Regions from separate parts of the Anas platyrhynchos genome. Here region 1 is linked to region 2. The links are chromatin contacts, called in public Hi-C maps. All regions are on one chromosome and are shown on one strand. Each heading gives the region's core, a stretch centred on a gene start, on an enhancer-like site or on the middle of the called end of the contact. The rest is flanking DNA. Distances are from core to core; before and after follow the strand shown. Region 1 overlaps MOB2 (MOB kinase activator 2). Region 2 overlaps MOB2 (MOB kinase activator 2).

Region 1 (2,700 bases), core at 53-2,552, 71 kb after region 2:
GCTTTGCCCGGTTTAATCTGGGATATCCACAGAACACAATGACAGGAAAATCTAGTCCATTTGTAAAAGGTATGAAAAAAACACCCACAGGAACAAGCCATTTTCCCCCACATTTTTTTCCTACTATGACTACACAATATTTGATTCTGTGAATTATTTCATTTGAGTGACCATTATGAACACTCAACAACAACAACAACAAAATCAATGTCAGACAGCGAGGCTAAGCTAATTATGTCTGGCATGCTTTGCTGTTTCTGCAAAGCTCTCACTGACCAGCAGTGTACTTCTCATCCACATACATAAAAAAGCACTTTCCAAAACCTGCAAGCACTTCCCCTGCTCTGTATGTGCTACAAAAGCACACCCCCACAAAAGCACCGAGGTGTCAAAAGCAGAAGAGAAATAGTCTCAATTTCTCCTTGCACCTTAAATAAACGTCTCGCACGCTGGCCTCAAAATCACCCTTCAGCCCTAGAGTGAAGTTTGTCAAGGTCCTAGGCCTTTTTAAAGGAGAGTCACACAGACAAACTTGTAAGTGCACAAAGAAATTCATAACACTATGTTGCTATGTTGAGTAAATAGAAAGATATCCATGAAAGCCACTGCAAAGATATTGTAAAACCAAATATTGAACAAACACAATTAACACTTTAACAGTTGTCTAATCTTTTTGGTAGTGACATTTACTAACATTTCATCAGCTCAGTTTATAAACCCATAGTGTACAAGTCAAATGCAATCATTATTCAGGAAATCCAACCTAGCACAGCATTGCACAAGTGCAACCTAAAATGTAGAAATCAGATCCATGAAAGGAGCTTGGGTGTTTCAGGGATAGGAAGTAACCGAGATTCTCCCTAGCACACATCACATCACATCCATCCTGAGCTTCTCCCAAAACCCATGAATCCTTTCCTATTTAGTGCTTATCTCTTTCTTATTCAGAGACTTGTAAGGGGAATAGGTCACCATTTTAAAGGTTCCCCATTAATCCCTTCTTTCTCCCACCTTACACAGACCTACTTGCATTCTTGTACTTAGTTTAAACAGGAAGCTTTTCCCAACCGGGCGAGTCATATTTTAAGGACATAGCCTAGCATGAACACATTTGTGGGAAAGTAATGTACATCTCAAAAAAACACAAAAAAGACGACAGACAGCATACTCAGCCAGTATAACTGCTCTTCTGACTTCCATTTTAACCACTTCCAAATTTAACCACGATGCATGCAGCATGACAAGGTATATTAGCTCACATCTCAAGACTTATCTCAGTCCAACAAAACTTTTATCGGTTGTGTAACTCAGCTGCAGTTTACAGAGCCCCTTCGCGCAACCACAAAAACTAATGCAGGAAGTCCTCCACTTCCTCTCCTTCTCGTTACACTTCCAGAATTACACTAGCGATAGAAGCAGCAACATCCTGCGTGTAAACATGCATCTTCTTCGTGTGCTTGAGGCTGCATAATACTCCTTTGGAAATATGCACTAAGGTTACATTTCTGATTTACAAAACCAAAGCTGACACCTACCCACCCACCTACCCACCAGGAGATGAAAGCACACCACTTTCCATCTCTCGGTGCATATCCAGGAACCACCACATTCACCCCCCCCAGGGCTGTTAGGAGGAATACCATTTATAACTCGGTAAGCTTAAGTAGCTGTACAGCTCTGCGTGGCTATTAATTTAGGGCAGCGGCTTAAAGACAGGGCAGCAGCAAAGCAAAAGGCAAGAGAAGAGTTTCCACTCCGTAAAGGTCTCAGGTCTCACAGAAATCTCACTTTCTAATGAGATGCACCTTGTACATCAGGTGCTGCTCTCACACGGCACGCAGAAATGTGGCTCTAAGTTCGAAAAGCAAAGTACAATTAACCTAAAGTAAGGCAGAGACGGATTAATATTTCAGATCCTTCCTGTCAGTAGCAATATTTCATGTAAAGAAAGTTCCCAGTGTGAAACTGTTTTCTTTCTGAAAAACTCTTTACATACTAGAATCTTTCAAAGAAATACCTTCTCAGGGACTGCAAAAAAGCTTTGTGAAGATTCAGCAGTCCACAGCAGAGGGAAATCTGCCTTTTTAAATCATGTGTTATCTAACAGGCTAATGTGCATTGCAGATTTAGAAGTTGATAGAGAAGATGCATCTTTTTTTTTAAAAATGAAAACCAACCTACTAATAATGAAAGTTTTTTGAAGATAACTAAATACAAGCAACTTCAAACTAACTTTTAAAGAAGGTGTTTGCTGTTATGCTCTTGTCAGAGAGCCATCAGCCACACCATGGTGGAAAAATTATTAGTGAAAAATGTGTTCATTGTTATTGTGTTACCAGCAAAGCAGCGATAAGATACTCAAAGCCTGAGTAACAACTTAGATGGAAATCTAAACTGAAGCCACAGAACCTGGGAGTGTCACATTTCCTTCCCTCTGCCTCAGGCCTGGAGATATTGTAGGCAAAAAAAAAAAAGGTAAAGTATACTTCCTTCACAAACCTGCTGCATCACTGCCTTTTCCGAGGCTCCCTTGAAAATGTGGTGCAAAGAGGAGGAGATTTATCCACCCTGAAAAGCAGGGTCCTCAAAACACTGCTTTCAACTGTAAATGCTGCCAGAACTCATTCAGCTTATTGTAATGCCAGATGTATCTTAAATTCCTGGTAGTGTTTCACAGATAACTTAGAAACAAAATACAAC
Region 2 (2,713 bases), core at 109-2,608:
TCCCAAGTTACATTCAGGCCACCCTCACTAAATTTCAAAGATAACTGGCCATTCCCCTATTTTTCTTGGCATTATCCCACATTGCCAGCGAATGCTTCCATCTGTCCTACAAGGAGCCTAAGCTTTGGTCAGATGTCTCTTTGTGACCCTAAGCAGAAATTCTCTCTCTCTCACTGTGTGCAGATGGCTGCGTTATCTCGTGTATCTGACAGAGCTGAGAGCTGCATCTGTCTGCAGTTTGTCACTTGGCTGGAACTTCTCTGAGATGTTAAAACCTTACCTCAAATGTTTAACTGCAACTTGTGTTTATTTTGCCAGTAAGCCCTCTAGTCTTAGGACTGGGTATTTGCAGTGAGTTTGAATGCAAAGGAACTAGACAAGCAACCTGTTCGCCATAGTTAGTGCAACACCCCGGCCATAAATACAAAAAGCCTTCCTTAGGTATGACCAGAAGGGTGCGAACCAAACCATGCCTCGGGGAAATGGGCAGGGAAAGCACATAGGAGGAACGAATACAGAACTTCACAATGAAATAGAGAAATCAACACTACAAAAAACAGCCAACAGTACCCTTATTCCAAAATACTGGCACGCTGTGGCACCCTAACCCAGGTAGCTGCTTCTGCTGAATGCGCACATCAGTCACAAAAGGTCAGACCAGGGCTGTCTCATCGGGTTAATCACCAACTGACTCTAATGCTTAGGTGATGTTATCCATGTACTACAGACAGGTCAGAGGCAGGACAAATCATATCAACTGGTGTTTCTCCAACACAAGAAGCACCTGCTTAACCTTACTTCATTAGGGCAAGATTTTAAAATAAAAAGTCAGAGGGAGCATATAGCTTTGTATTAGTCACAGCTGGACATGAACAAACTTGTGTCTTTGAGGCAGTTCTCTGTGTTTAGGCATCTCTCTTCCAAAAGAGAAGAATGAGGAATGGCAGAACATAAAGGTAAGGAATATCCAGAATTGTCATTGGAGATATTTGGAGAACACAATTATGAACAGGGCCTTCAAAACTGAACTGCACCGAGGCATAGAGCTAGGTGAACCTGCACACTTCACAGCAAAATGAAATATGCAACATGAATCAGTCATCAGCCCCCAAGTACAGGAAGATGACTGAAGTTGTTCTGATTTAGCTAAACACAAACCATTTCAAGCGTTTCACACAAGTGTAGCCATGCTTCCTGTTATTCCCAAGTAGTGCAATTTTCATTTTTCAAAAACAAAGGATAGGAACATTCAGCTATTGGTCCTCACCACTAAAAATACAGACTGCAGCTGGAGCCACCTACAGACACTTCCTTTCTTTATTCTGCAGCGTAAGCTGCTTACAGAGAACCCTTGTTTAGGAGTCCCTACAGCAGAATGGAGCAACGCTGACTAGCCTCTCACCACCATCTCCTTTTAGTCACCGTTTCCCATCAGACAAGCTGATCAACAGTTAAGCTCAGTCCTTTGGACAGGCAGTGCTACATCAGGAATTAAAACATGAGAAGGCTTGGGAGCAAGAGTCAACAAAACACTCATTTTACTGATCACCATTTCTCATTTAGAGACACACTGTCTACTTTTGATAAAATCTGAGTCCAGCAGAGATTTATTACTTTCTGTTCCAGCCTGCTTTCAAAGCCCCTAGCACAGCCTTTAATTCTCTACTGACAGTTATCTTTCCAACTTTTACATGCAAAAATATCCTCTGTACACTTTGTATTCTTCAGAGCATTCTCAAAGAAGGCCCCTGATATTAATTTCCAGTGTACAAGATAGCCTAGTATATTAAGCAAGGATTCCTTTTAAGCACTAAGCAATTATCGTTAGAGATACAATACAGAGCTCTGGTTCTGTTCCATACATTTCCTAGGATGCCTGTTTGATGCCTGTTTGATGTACTATAACATTAACAGCTCGCTCTTCTGTTTTAAAATCCATCTTAACTAAATTAATCCCAGGAAATGCAAGAGGAGGGAAGAATGGGACTATCAACACATGTGCTGGAGAAAAAAAACACAACAGGCTTATTCATACTCAAGTGGATCTCATTTTCCATCATGTTGGACTGTGCTAATCAAGAGCAGGAGTTTATGGTAACTTTTTCTTATATTCACCATGTAGAGCAGAACTACAAAGCCTTCTTTCATAAGTGACAGTTAGTCAATGTTTAAAAAGTCCACTAAGCCCTACACAGGGAGAGCGCCAAACCAAAACGTTTTCTGTGCTTTTTGCAAAGCTGCCACTTGTGCCCTCTGTGCCCAGGGGCTCAGGCAGAAAGCCAGCGGCTCACGTCAGGCTCGAGGTTATCCATCAGCAGCCTGGTGCTCTGTCAGTACACTGGATATCAAAAGCACCCGCTGAGGTTTTCACCATTCATTTATCCTTCCCTGCCTCCTCTGGAATCCCAGCAGTGGTACCAGGAAGGACAGTTTTGCCTTTTTTCTGCTTCTCCTCCCCTCGAGCTAAACACACAGCAATTTGCCTCTCTGATCTGACCTTATAAAACCAGCTCAGAACAGTCAAAGATCTGCTCCTTCACAAAAACACATTGCCACCACACTTCACTGCTGAGAGGAGGGCAAAGGACACACAGCTTCCACGTCCTCACTGAGTGAAGAGATGTGCTTGCCCAGAGCCAACCAACACCAATACCCTCCCACAGGCCACACTCAAGACTTCATGGAAAGCCCGTAAGAGTAAATACCGACTTAC

Evidence for each region. Hi-C and Micro-C count contacts between places; a contact is called where the count stands out from the background.
Region 1: a Hi-C map of F1 follicle shows a contact between it and region 2, with 4 times the contacts expected there. The contact joins two enhancer-like sites. A contact is called at or near these places in 5 of 8 Hi-C or Micro-C datasets (F1 follicle, liver, skeletal muscle and 1 more).

Annotation. Positions count from the first base shown.
Region 1 is chr5:27,848,044-27,850,743 of IASCAAS_PekinDuck_T2T, forward strand. The region is part of intron 1 of MOB2 (MOB kinase activator 2); the gene reads right to left. Among named protein-coding and RNA genes, the nearest start is that of MOB2, 33 kb to the right of the region's middle. Within about 2 kb of position 1,303, at least 1 of the 8 cell types and tissues checked has an H3K27ac peak or open chromatin away from gene starts, as enhancers often do.
Region 2 is chr5:27,777,098-27,779,810 of IASCAAS_PekinDuck_T2T, forward strand. All of the region lies in intron 3 of MOB2 (MOB kinase activator 2), which reads right to left. Among named protein-coding and RNA genes, the nearest start is that of MOB2, 100 kb to the right of the region's middle. Within about 2 kb of position 1,359, at least 1 of the 8 cell types and tissues checked has an H3K27ac peak or open chromatin away from gene starts, as enhancers often do.